2 separate regions of the Mus musculus genome follow, and region 2 is linked to region 1. A link is a contact called in public HiChIP or PLAC-seq data. All regions are on one chromosome and are shown on one strand. The core of a region is the stretch at or near the end of the contact, and the rest is flanking DNA. Distances in the headings are between cores, read along the strand shown. Region 1 overlaps Pdzd2 (PDZ domain containing 2). Region 2 holds the start of Drosha (drosha, ribonuclease type III).

Evidence for each region. HiChIP or PLAC-seq counts read pairs in DNA pulled down with a chosen protein or histone mark.
Region 2: an H3K4me3 HiChIP or PLAC-seq map of bone marrow-derived macrophages shows a contact between it and region 1, with 3 times the contacts expected there. The contact joins the promoter of Drosha here to the enhancer-like site in region 1. A contact is called at or near these places in 4 of 115 datasets of contacts at active chromatin or transcription factors (bone marrow-derived macrophages, embryonic limb bud, embryonic stem cells and 1 more) and 2 of 9 other capture datasets (adipose tissue and liver).

The regions. Positions count from the first base shown.
Region 1 is chr15:12,433,070-12,439,762 of GRCm38.p6, reverse strand. It overlaps Pdzd2 (PDZ domain containing 2), which reads left to right. Exons shown (of 26, transcript NM_001081064.2): 7 at 2,504-2,659. Among named protein-coding and RNA genes, the nearest start is that of Gm52211, 55 kb to the left of the region's middle. Within about 2 kb of position 3,657, at least 76 of the 459 cell types and tissues checked have an H3K27ac peak or open chromatin away from gene starts, as enhancers often do. A contact at or near this core is called in bone marrow-derived macrophages, where this site is marked.
Region 2 is chr15:12,822,272-12,829,209 of GRCm38.p6, reverse strand. It overlaps Drosha (drosha, ribonuclease type III), which reads right to left and starts at 4,395. Exons shown (of 35, transcript NM_026799.3): 1 at 4,272-4,395; 2 at 3,043-3,145; 3 at 1,918-1,983. The coding sequence starts at 1,934. It overlaps 6030458C11Rik (RIKEN cDNA 6030458C11 gene), which reads left to right and starts at 4,553. Exons shown (of 9, transcript NM_029998.3): 1 at 4,553-4,743; 2 at 5,504-5,649. The coding sequence starts at 4,663.

The DNA.
Region 1 (6,693 bases), core at 2,408-4,907:
TATTCAAAGACTTCCATTTAAATCCCAGCGATTATTTAACTTCCTTGGGGGCAGTAGACAAAAGCAGGTTTTCTGCCAAGTCCAATAGATTGCGAAATGTCTGCTGCTGCCATTCTCCCAGCCGCCCTAGAGGTAAAGAACATGTAAAGTGTAACAGAGCAGGGTGTCAGAAAAAGATAGTGTGCTCCTCCCAGAGGCCCTGGGTTCTTATAGGGCTGAGCAACATCCGGGAACCAGTTCTCACACCACAGGATCCTGGGCACCCACCCCAGATCTCAGAGGATAACTAACACCTTTCAGTTCCTGCTGTGTGTCCTGTTTACACTCAGGCAGCCAGCGATCCAGCCTGCTGCTGGTTCCTAACCTTGTCCCCAACTGTCTGAGTGCTCGTCCATGCAAGAGGAAGAGGAGCATTCATCAGCAGGTTTCTCCTGGCATCCAGCCATTCTTCCTCTTTATCTAACCAGAGTAGGAAAGCCATAGGCTTGGTTTTGCCTTTATCCCTGGGGTTTGAAGGATGGGAGGGTTTCCAGCGTCCAACTATAAAGAATAATAAAAATGTAAAAATCTTACTATTCTAGATCTAGGACACTTGTCACAAAACTTTAAGGCATTGTCCGGAAGTGTAGTCACCTCATGGAGAGGATGCCGGATGCTTCCACAGAAACAGGCAGTTAGCCTGTATCCTAGTAGGAGCTTGGGTGTCTGTGTTGTGAAAGCCGACCTGCCGGTGTGCTGGATAGTTTTTTGTCAACCTGATGCAAGTCAGGGTTCTCTTGGGAAGGGGAGCTTCCGGCAAGTCTGTGGGGACATTTCCTGATTGATTAGGAGGTGCCCAACACACTGGTAATATCACCCCTGAGCAGGTGGACTGCGGTTCTATAAAAACAAGTTGAGCAAGCAGGCCACGGAGAGTACAGCCAGGAAGCAGCCTTCCTCTATAGCCACTGCTTCAGTTCCTACTTCCAGGTCCCCCTGCCTTGGTTTCCATCCTGATAGACTGTGATAAGGATGTGTGAGCGGAATAAACATTTCCTTCCTCAGCTTGTTTAGTCCTTGTCTGTTTGGTTGTTTTGCCTTGCTTTTAGAAACAGGTTCTCTCTAGATAGCCCTGGCTGACCTGGAACTTACTGTGCAGACCAGGCTAGCCTCATCCGTGCAGAGATCCTCCTGAGTGCTGGGATAGAAGGCACATAGCACTGCAGCAAGCTTTTAGTCCTTTTTTTAAATCACAGCAAGAAAAAAAGGCATGCTAGAACAGCCAGGGTGATTTCGATGCTCCTTTACTCTGTGTATGTTGTGTGTGTGTGTGTGTGTGTGTGTGTGTGTGCGCGCGCACGCCCGCACCCATGTTTTCGTTTTCTTTGAGTCAAACACAAATTGACAGAGGACGTCTTGGAGGCCATCCCACATGGACTTAAACACCAGCTCCACCCTGAGAAAAGCTGTGTGTTCTGGGCAAGCCATTACATGTTTAAATCCCTGTTCCCTTTCTGCACAGCGAGACTCGAGACTTGGGAAGTGCCTCTGAGGATGTCACAAAGCTTAAAGGAGGCAGTTAAGCCCCTGAGCAGTGTGGCTGGCTAGAGGGAGCAGTGGGGAGACTACTTCTCTCTTTGTCATGCATGAGCACGTGTGTCATCATTCCACATGGGAGGATAGCATGCTGTCACACGTGCTTCTGATCTGCCTGCTCTCCGAGTAGCAGGCTGGGAGACCCTTTCCCACCAGAAGTTCATCTCAGTGCCATAGAATATTCTATCTCATGGCTACTTTGTAATTTACTCACTGGTTACAACCTTCATTTTATTTTTAAAAAAATTCTTTCTTACAGATGGTCCAACAGAGTAGACAACACCGAAGAGAAATGGACTCATGTGTGGCCTAATAACTTATTTCCTTAGACAGACAAACAGTGCAATATATTCACAATTACTGTTACAGACGGTTGTCCTAGGCCTGGAGTGTAGCTCAACTGATATACTGCTTGCCTAGAGTGAATGTTTTTCACATACCTTGGGGTTAAAAATGGCATCAAGCAGGTAACAAACGAGCACTGCTGACTTTGGATGCCAGATCACTAAAAGTTTGTAAGGTCTGTTACAACCTGTGAGTTGGTTTTGGCTTCTGTGTTCTGCGGACAGTCAAGCAGTTGGATGGTTCAAGCCTCGTGGAACGTTCTACTCCCTACGGAAGTGGCTAGGCTGAGGAGATAAAGGGAACACATCACAGTCTTTCCTTAGCTCAACTCTTCAGCCCAGATCCCATCCCTGGCCTCCGTGTCTAGTGGCCTTTCTAGGAAGTGTGCCAGGCTCCTGGGTGCTCCTTGTGGCTTTACATTGTATTACCACACCTGACATTGACAGTGACCCCACACGTGTGGACCATAAACTTCACACACTCTCTGGGTCAGAGCTTGTGGCTGGCCTCAGCAGGTTGATTTCCATCAGCTGCTGCTGGTACCCGGGTGGGTAATTCCTGGGCCTCTCGTGTATCCTCTTAGGAGAGCTCAGCGGAGGACCTTCTGAAGTTAACATCGAAGAGCTTACCTGACCTGACTAGTTCAGTGGAGGACATATCCTCCTGGACTGACAACGAAGACCAGGAGGCAGCCAGGGATGATGAAGAGGGGACAGGCTCAGCTGCTGTCCGGGGCACGGTAAGTGAGCCTCTGGCTGCTTCCAGCGCTAGGATGATGCCTTTCTGAAGACGTGAGTGACAGAATCAGAGAAGAATGTGGCGCCTTCCTTTTTTATATCTTTCTCAGCACATTCTGGAAACTTCTGAAAGGGAGATGCGTTTCATTTAAGAAAGTTGAAACTGGAAACCACAGGCTGTGGGGTTGTGTGCATATATATCAGTCTCTAGAACGCTCTTTCGTGTGCACGAAGACACGCTTACTGCTTCTTAAGGATGCTTGAAAACAACTCAGGGTTTCAATTCAGACTTCCAGACTTCTGCTTGAATGTGGAAGAAACCACGCAGGCAGATTAGTGGTAGAGTCCATCTTTGAATTTGAACCATACCAGGTCATCCGAGTAGCTTACAACGCTTCTCTGCACAAGGGGTCAATCTGCTGTGTCACACCGGCACACACAGGAAGGTGTCCTACTACAAGGAGAAAATACGGGCTCCTGATCTATTTCTATCTGCTCTTGCACCAACCTTCTTTCTCTGCCGTTCAGAAGCTAGTACTCCTCTCTCTGCGCCTTGAACTTAGGTAGCACGGTTAAGCTTTGGGAACTGACCTACCTCTGTCGAGCCCGGGGACTTGAGAAGCAAAGCAAACATCTGCATTCTTCATCAGTTACTGGGACATTGCTACCTTTGAGGGAAGAGGGGAAAGTTGCTTTTCCATCAGAGGACAGCTTTCTCAGGAGGCCCCACCCAAGCAAGTGGGTAAGCCTACCATGAAGGACCCGGGGGCAGGGGCGCGGGGTTGGTGGGCAGGTTAAACAACCCTGTGGCTGTACCCTTTCTCTACACGGAATGGTGGCTTTTGGTGGCTTTCCTTTGGCTTTCAGCAAGAGTGGAAACTGAACTAATAATTTCCCCAGCCTTCACATGCCCTCTGCCTGCCTCTCAGACCTCTCTTTGCACCAAGCTCACTACTGACTCTAAGCAACTGCTCCGCTTCCTAACCACAGCACAGCCCCGCATGGTGGCTTCCTGTTTTCCGGCCTCAGAACCTTTGCAGCCGCTCTTCTGTCTGTGGAAACCTCTGTCTGCAACTGGGGCTCATCTTCGAGACCTTGTAATCTGACTTCCTCAGAGGAACTACTACATTGTACTGACCGCTCCCAACCCCCCACTCCCCACCCCCCAACCCCCCACCCCCGGCTCACCCTGGCTGTCCATGTTCATCCTCTGTGAACTGCTGGCCCCAGATATGTTTGGTCTTTCTCCCAAGGTGCCATCAGCTGCATGAGGCAAGGGATCCTCACAACTGCTCTGGCCTGTCTGTAGACCATGCATCTCATTTTTGAGCTCTGAAACATTAAATAAAGCTTTAACGGGAATCTGGGGCTGTGGCTCCATTGGCAGATTGCTGGCCTACCACGTAAACCAGGCATTGTGCCACACACCTATAATCTCAGCACTGAGGTCAGAAGTTCAAGGTCATCCTGGGGTATATAGTGAATTTGAGGCTATCCTGGGCTACATGAGACCTGCCTCAAAAGCAACACGAAATAAATTACAGTACCAGGGAAAGCCCTGATTAGACAGCAACTGTTCCATCTCCAAGGGGAGAATATGTAGTGTAACTGGCTTCATAGAAGGAATTGGGTCGTGTGCCTTCTGTTTCTGTTTTGTGGTAGGCCCTGATATTTAACAAATCAACCGTAATGATTAAACATCTCAATAGAAATTGGTAAAGGACAAGTGACATGTGAATAGAAACACTAGCTAGCCCAAGGCATCAGGAAAAGTGCCCAGACTCACAGCTGTAGGGAACACAGACTCGAATAAAGTGAACGGCAACACGGCAGACCACTGAGGAACCTGGGGATGAACTGGGCCGTACTTCTCATGCATTGGGCTAGAAATCCTTGATGAGAGAGGCCACTCAGATCCATAGATAACAAGCTTGCCCCCTCCCCGCGCCCCGTCCCTACCTCCCACGCACCCACCCTCAGTCACCTTCACTCATACCCACCAACCTACTCCCAGTTTAGGCAGCCATGAGGGAAAACACAAGAGTCAGGGACAAAGCGGTACGCCAAGGGTACACACACTCTATAGACATGCAGGCATGATGCAGAGGGGTCGTTGCACTGGCAGGAGGGTGTGTCTTATGGGAGGTTGGCTTCAGAAGGTCTGCAAATGTTGGAGTCCAGGAGTCTGGGCTTTCTGAAGCACCCATAGGACTCTGATGCTCAGCAAGATTGTAGAAAACAGAAGGGGCAGGACTCTATCAATCACACAGTAGACTGGTAGGAGCTCCCCATCTCCATCCCCACCCCACGCCCACCCCCTGCACCTCTCTGTGCAGGGCACAGCCTTGAGGCAAGAGATTTGACTCGAATGACCCCATTCCTTCCTGCAGTTTAGGGGTCAGGAAGTAGGGATGTTCGCTGTGCACGTGGGAAATGTGGAAGCCTGGGGTCCTTCAAGGCACGTGCTTGCACATCTGTTCGCCACCTTTGCATACCTGTTTCTGCAGATAGACTGGCAGTGTACTTGTGGAAAGTATCGTGCCAGCTCCAGCATGAGAAGATGCACAAATACCCTGACTGCATATTTTTCTCTCCTCTGTCCCCATCTATGTCCCTGCCTCTCCTCGAAATCCTGGACTTTCCCTGGTGGGCCTCGCTTGGCTTACACATCTCAGGCGGGTGCTTCCGCTGACACGGAGCATAGCTAAGGGGCTGTGTGAAACTCAAGGCACCGTGCAGGACTACCAACACAGGATAAGGAGGAGAAGGCTGCCATCAACACTGGCCTAAGAAACTAAGATTTAAATCTGGGGGGGGTGGCTTTGGTTTGGTTTGGTTTCATACGTAAGGAGATGAAGTGATTCGTGGAGGAGAACAGAGATAAGAATAATTACTTGCCCGGGATGGATCGCCCGGAAAGCTGCTGATGTTTGACTTAGACTTACTCCTCTAGCAACATTTGCAGGGCTTGCTGCGACTCGCTGTCTGGCTCCGTGCCTCCTTCCCTCGTCTGTGCAGTTTGCAGTTCCCAGGGAAGTAAACATCTGGGCGGTCGCATAGAAAAAGTGAATGCCGTGCCCTGTAAATGAGAGCTTATAATGAAGGGGTCTCCAAGGGGAGTAGACACACTTGAGGTTAGTAGAAACCAACCTGGTTTCTGGGGTGTGGAAGGAAGACATTAGGATGTTTATAGATTGCATCTCACTTTATAGTAGTATTACATTTGGGGTTCTGTTGCGGGGGTGGGGTTTGTTTTGGTTTGGTGTCTCATCTTTTTTGAGACAGGGCCTCCTCACTCTGTAGCCCTGGCTGATCTGGAATTGCTGTATAGACCAGGATCTGCCTCCAAGGCCTGGGATTAGAGGCATGCACCACCATACCCAGCCCTCAATTTACTTTACTTTTTGAAAAATGTTATTGCATTCTATTTGTGTGTGTGTGTGTGTGTGTGTGTGTGTGTGTGTTTTAAATACTGTTAAAATTCCATCTGAATACAGTCAGCTTTTGGACTTGAGATATACCTTCAAATTTCAGGTAAATGCCCTAATGGACCACTAGAGCATGTAATATATATTACTTATTACATACTCATATATAAAGTAACATAATGGGCCTCTAGAGCAGTAATACTATGTCCTTGCCCTTCTGTTAATGTCTTCTGTGAAAATTATATTGTAGATGTTGTGAGATTTTTATCACTAGATAAATGGCTTCCTGCCTAGTTCTTTGTTCTAAAGATACCTTTCATTCTTGTCCGTAATTACACAGCTTTTTACCATCAATACCACTCCCTACTCTCTTAATTGGGGTCGGCTGAATTTAAGCCTTCTGGGGATTAAAGTGTATGTCCATATATTGCAAGGTAAAGGGGAATATAGAGAGGAAAAAAAGGGAGGAAAAGGGGGGAAGGGGGCTGTCCTAAAATAGAAAATGTATTCTGTCATAGACAAAGCAATAGCAATCAGGAAAAGGGGAAGAAAAGGAGAGTATGACTCATTGGAGCTTCAAGAAGCCCTTGAAATATATTTGATTTCTT
Region 2 (6,938 bases), core at 3,146-5,645, 390 kb before region 1:
AAAAAGCAGGAACGCTAAATTCTCTTCCCAATAAATAGCATTTGTTGAGTATCAAGACATATACACATACCATGAATCATCCTGAAGCCTTTTTCTCCTTTACCTCATTACTAAAACTTTATCTCAAAACTAGAATAATGTATGTGTCGCTATATCTTAATAAAAAGGTTCTTGGTGTTTTGCTTTGGTTTGATTTTGTTTATTTTTTTGAGATATGGTCTCATTCTGCAACCCTGGGCTGCCTGGAACTTGTTATGATGCAGGTTGGTCTGGAACTCACAGAGATCAGCCTGCCTCTGCCTCCCCAAATAAAAAATTCCTACCATTTTCTTTGCAAATGCTTTAATAATACTTAGTAAGCACTTCTTTAACTAGCTACCATAATATTCTTTCTAATCTTTCAGCAACCCCATCACCACACTGTTTGCCTTGTAGGACCGAGCAACTGATAGATCCTTGGACTTCCATTCACAGCTGCTGCTGACCATTGTTGGGAGTTGGACTGCAGACTGAAGTCATCAACAAATTCCCTTACTATACAGAGACTACCCATGAGTTCTGTGACTCTAGAGAACCCTGACTAATACAGAAGTTAGGCTCCAGTGAAGGAGTGGACTTGCTTACAAGGCAAGAGCAAGCGGGCAAAGAGCAGGAGCTTCCTTCTCCCACACCCTTACAGAGGCTTCCAAGCAGGAGGTGTGGCCCGGCTCCCATGCAGGTAGATTAAAGATGCATCTTCCCACCTCGAAGATCTGCATCAGAAGTAGATCTTCCTACTTCAAATTAAGCAAAAATCCCCTCAATTGTCGCTTCTATTTTTGGGTTTTAGTTCCAGATTAGTCAAGCTGACAGTGAAGAATACTCATCACTAACTTCTATATTAGTCAATGTAATAGCCATTCAGGGTCGCCTTCTAGTCATTCGCCTTGAGAGATTTAACTGAAGGCTGAGCCAGAATATAAAGCTCTTGCTTTTGCATCAATCTGCATCTCAGTGTCTCAGTGTGTGTGTGTGGGTGTATGGGGGTGGGGGGGTGGGGGGTGATCTCAAAGTAAGTACACTGACCAAGGGTCGAAGTCTTACAATAGCAGGCTAAGAAAGGAGTAACAGTGTTAGGAGGGGTGATAGATCCATGTCACCATGGGGAAATTGGACAGCCTCTCCACAATGGAGGTAAGGATTATGTCTGGAGTGCAGGAGATCCCTCAGGGCAACTCTTAGTACTACCATGTCCTGTGATTAAAGTCAGTGGGAAACTACAACAGCCTAATCCAGGCAGGCATGCTACAGGAGGAGCTGAGAGGTCTGCATCTTTATCTGAAGGTTGCCAGCAGAATACTGCCTTCCAAGCAGCTAGGATGAAGAGTATTAAATAAAGCCCACACCTACAGTGACACACCTACTCCAACAAGGCCCCACCTCCAAATAGTGCCACTCCCTGGGCCAAGCATATACAAACCATCACAGTTAGCTAGAAAAAGAGGTAAGCTATTCTAACAAAGTCTTCTTATGAAATGAAGAGATTCACTGTATAAATTCTCTAACTCTAGAGAACCCCGACTAATACACCTTCCTTAGATTTCCTGTTCTTACAATACTCTCCACGGCTTCTCAGCAGGTCCTGCAAGCATCACAGTTCAACAATCATTAGGTAAGTCTACCTTCAACACTGACGTGCCATCAAGAACTGCAAGCTCATGGGGGTTGGGGGAGGGGGCTCTAGGATGTTTCTTTGACTCTTCTGGTCTGGTTCCTAGCTGTACTCACAAATCTCTGAACAAGTTATGACCACAGATAACAGAATGAACTCAGTCCCTGCCCTTCCCCTGTATCTGAACCTTTCCCACCCTCTCTGGCGCACTACCTTCCCTCTCTTCTCTAGGCTCTCGAAACTGCCATTCCTAGAATACCACTTACCACGTATTGCCTTGCATCTCGATGCGTCCTGTAGAAAGGCTACATCTTCCGCTCACGATGTAGGTTCTACAAGACAGAAAAGGTTTAAACACATTTCTAAAACTGCCAGTGCTAAAAATGAGAGGAGGGGGCGTTTTTGTTTACAAAATTTATAAAACTACCTTATCAGTAATTTTAGCCTATTCACAAAATCAGGATTTGTATTCACAAAATACTGAGCTATTGTCCATTTTCCAAGCAAACTGCCTGCTGTCCTTATTAGCTGGACAGTTGTGCTAGCCCAAAACTATCCATTGCTAAGATGACCAAAAGCAGCCACCTCCAGTCTCTGGTTTAGTAAAAGACTTAAGGAAAGACGTCCTCCATCCTCCACAGACAAATTTCCCTTCACTGTAGAGCTAGGATCAAACCAACACACACACACACACAGAAAAATCCCAGTGAAACCTGAATTCAATTTCAAATACAGCCACAACCTGACTAACCAACAGTGACCATTCTTCATTCTTTACTTTGTTCTCAGTTCTTCCCACAGAACATTGTAAACACAAATGAACTTCCACAAAGTGCTTTCTCTCTCTCTCTCTCTCTCTCTCTCTCTCTCACACACACACACACACACACACACACACACACATTGGGCTATCCCAACACTGCAGAGGCAGAAACAAGCAGGCAGCCTGGTCTACAGAACTAAAATTCCAGGACAGCCAAGGCCCAATAAAAAACAGCTACCAAATAATAAGATAAATGGTTGCTCCTCAATCCAATACTCTCATGATTAAACTTGGGACTCAAAGAGCTACTGCTGGTACCACAGGCTACTCACAGTATTGAGTACAAACACCACGCTTGGCATTGGAGGCCCTACAGAACCTGAACCCAACTTTCCCAGGCTTATCACCTGATTTCTTTCTCCAAAGCCCCTCTTAGCCCATACTTTCCAGGTCAGTTAGCATAGCAAGCACTAACAGGAAACGTCTTTGCTTCTGCTCTCCCTTACTTGGCCAGTGAATTCCTACCGATCCACTAACCTCTTGTGAAGAACTGACTTCCCTTGGGAACGCAAGCTCACTCCTAGATTGCTACTGCTTAGTGTAGACTCACTTCTTTTACGGAGCTTACCAGAATCTGCCGTCTGTGACAGTCGTGTGTGCCCATGTTGAACTCCTCCGGCATGTCCGTGAATCAAGGGTTCATTCAGTCATTCCTGCAGGATTCACAGTCTCTGCACACAGTAAACCGCAGGCAAGTTTGACTCTCCCTCATTGTGCATGCCTCTAAGTCACTACAATTCCCTTCCACCGCTCCCCACAAATACGCGTTTTCAAAACCACCTGGGAGGTATACATTCACCGATTCCATCACTTACTGAGCCAGCACACGTGAGACGCTTTCCCAAGCTCTGTAGGCTCAAAGATTATAAGGCACACAAGCCTGCAGAGTTCAAGGATCGCAAAACCCATATACAAATGTTTATATAATAACAACAGTAATACGATGTCCCGAACACTATAAAAAGAAAAACGCGATGTGATAAATACAATAAAGTAAGGATGTAGAGAGTCCTGGAGAATAAAAAGGACTCTACTGAAGCTAGAGGTGGACAACAGTCAGGGAATTAACACCTCTCCACAGTGAGAAAACGGCACACTCCGTTAGAGAAGCTAGACAAAGGCCCTGGCAGTGGTGGCGCACGCCTTTAAACCCAGAACTTGGGAGGCAGAGGCAGGCGGATTTCTGAGTTCGAGGCCAGCCTGGTCTACACGGTGAGTTCTAGGACAGCCAGGGCTACACAGAGAAACCCTGTTTCAACACACACTCCCCTCCAAAAATAAAAGCTAGATACTGTACCACTGTACTATGGATGCGAAGTTCAAATCAATGAATTTAATGCAAGTGGGAAATACCTATTCTTGGGATGCCCTTTGAAAGCAGGGAAACCGAGGGCGCGATTCTGAACAGTTTACTCGTCCAGGACCGACGACACACAAGACTTGCAAGGTGTGCCTTTAAGTCACTGAAAACCCCGCACTTTCCCCAGGTTCAACCTGCAGCCCGGCCTCCTGCTGGATGAAGAGCACGTTGGCTGGTTTGCATCTCCCGCCAGCCTGCGAGGTTAAGTACGGGACTCCGGGACTCGCCTCCCCCCGCAAGCCGGGCGGCCCCGCGCCTGGACCACGGCTCGCGCTTCGCAAATAGATGAAAGGCTTCCTATCTACGGGATCTGTACCGGGTCGCTCTTTTCCCCCTGGCCGCAGAGCTGCCCCGAAGCCACCCAGACCCAACTCCCAGGATCGTTTAGGTCGATACTCGTTCTCTGAAAACCCATCAGGCGCCCCCCGTCTACCTACAGAGAGTCCCGGGGTCGCCGCCATCAAAGCCCAGCCTGGTTACTATAACACCCTCCACGGCTGAGGCGCCACCCACGCCTCCGGAACAGGAAGCCCCGGGAATTAAAAGGCAAACCGGAGAAATCCGGACCTGGGGAGGGAAAACTCTCCGGAGCGCGTCGCAGCACCTTTTGCACCGTGATTGGCGGATCAGCGAGAGTGACGGACGTATAGACCAATCGACATTGTCTACAGGTCTCACACTCGCCCTTCCACCGTGTCGTCCTCCAATCCGGAAGCGCAACCGGGTGAGCGCGCGTTTCCGCCGCGATCGTGCCTTGGGGGCGCGCGGCTTCGGGCAGCCGGGCTCCTCTCCCGCGTGTCCCGCGGCCTCCCTGAGACGCGCGGAGACATGAGTGACACCGGAGGCGACCGCGCGCGACTCAGGCGCTACACCAAGCTCCCGGTGTGGGTGGTGGAGGATCACCAGGAGGTGAGCGGGCGACACAAGCCACGGAGCCCTGGCAGGAGGGATTCGAACCCTAGCAGCCTGCAGAGGCTTGACCAGCACCTAACGCTGGCTGCAGCCTGTCCCCCACCACCACCAACGTCATCATCCCACGGTTTAACGAGAGGGTTAGCCAGGACCTGAGGGACCATAATCGTAGCTCGTGTCATATGAAGAGGAAAGCCTTCAGCGCTTATTAATGTACAACATGGCAGTGCAGTCGTAAAGTGGGTAGACTTCTGGAAGACGACCTAGCAAGTCTGGATTTGTTTATAGGACCCCTGGAGGGTCTCTGGATATAAAACAAAAGGGATCAAGAGTGAAGCTCTGCGATACACCCCTTCCCCCAGGAAAAGTGGGTTATTTACTGATGGAGAAAGTTAAAGGAGGAAAGAAAGAAGATCTCTGAGACAAACCCAACTTTGGGTTACTCTGTGCTTTTTAATTTGTTGGTAAACTTGGATGTATAGCATGTAGGAGGAAAAAGTCATCTAGTCCCACTTCACCATCCTAAAGGGACAGAAAATGCCCTAAAACTTAGAGTACCTGGAACACAGTTTAATGCTAGAGTGAGTGGTTGGAGATTATCATCAGAAACCATCTATGGTAAAGCTTTTTTTTTTTTTTTTTTTTTTTTTTTAATGTTCCCATGTTTGACCACTTGATGCACTTCAGGTTGGTGCAGTTTCTTGTTTTGTCTGCACTTGACAGTGTGCAGTTCTCACTGTGTGTGTCTGTATTACAGGTTCTGCCTTTCATATACCGGGCCATAGGTTCGAAGCATCTTCCTGACAGTAATATAAGTTTCTTACATTTGGACTCCCACCCAGACCTCCTTATCCCTGTGAACATGCCAGCAGACACTGTGTTTGATAAGGAAGCACTCTTTGGGTAATGTGACTTTTTTTTTAGTCATATTTTATGTATTTGAAATACAACATATAGCAGATGATAAACAAGAGATTTTGCTACACTCACATTTGCATTTTTTGTTTGTTTGCTTGCCTTTTAAATTTTTATTTAGAACATTTTTTTTTCTACCCACTAAAAGAGCCAAATAGGGATCAGGTGCGATGGCTGATCCCTGTGATCCCAGCCCTTGGAACGCTGAGGCAGGAGAATTACAGTTTGAGGAGAGCCAGGGCTACATTGAAGCCTATTTATGGTTAAGTGTTGTCAAGATGCTTGGCAGAGTCTAGAATTATCTGAGAAGTCGGTTGCAGGGCTTGCCTGTGGAGGATTATCTTGATTGGATTAATAGAGACCACTCCCTTGTGACCACCACTTGTGAGTTTTTGGGTCCATTCTTTTTCAAACCCCCACACATTCCTACCCTTGATAACTAATATCTTAGTGTACTGGTGGGTTTTGTGTGTCAACTTGACACAGGCTAGAGTTATCACAGAGAAAGGAGCTTCAGTTGAGGAAATGCCTCCATGAGATCCAGCTGTAAGGCATTTTCTCAATTAGTGATCAAGGGGGAAAGGCCCCTTGTGGGTGGTGCCATCTCTGGACTGGTAGTCTTGGTTCGATAAGAGAGCAGGCTGAGCAAGCCAGGGGAAGCAAGCCAGTAAAGAACATCCCTCCATGGCCTCTGCATCAGCTGCTGCTTCCTGAACCTGCGTGAGTTCCAGTCCTGTCTTCCTTTGGTGAAGGTGAAGAGCAATGTGGAGGTGTAAGCTGAATAAACCCTTTCCTCCCCGACTTGTTTTTTTGGCCATTTTATTTTGTGGAGGAACACAAACCCTGACTAAGACACTCTCCCACTGAGGCCCAACAAAGCTGCCCTGTTGGGAAACAGATTCCACCGCCAGGCTACAGTCCCACCCCCACCCCACCTCCCAGTTGTTGGGGATCAACCTGTTATAGCCAAGGCCAACCTTGAACTCCTGCTCCTCCTCCCAGTGCAGGGACTGTATGCACGTGCCACCGTGCTCAAGTGTCTGCATTCTTTTATACTTCCAAAAATCAAGCCTTGGAAATAATGAGTTGTGTTGTTTGTGTTTACTTTCCTTAAATTAAAAATGAAATTTGTAAATGTTCATTGTAAAATATTAAATTATTATGTCTACATAAACAAGTTTTCTTACTTTAAAAAAGTACATTTATAAAGCTATTGCGTGGCATTATTTAAATTTTTTAAGATTTCTTTAATTTTTGCCCTTGTAAATGACACCTGG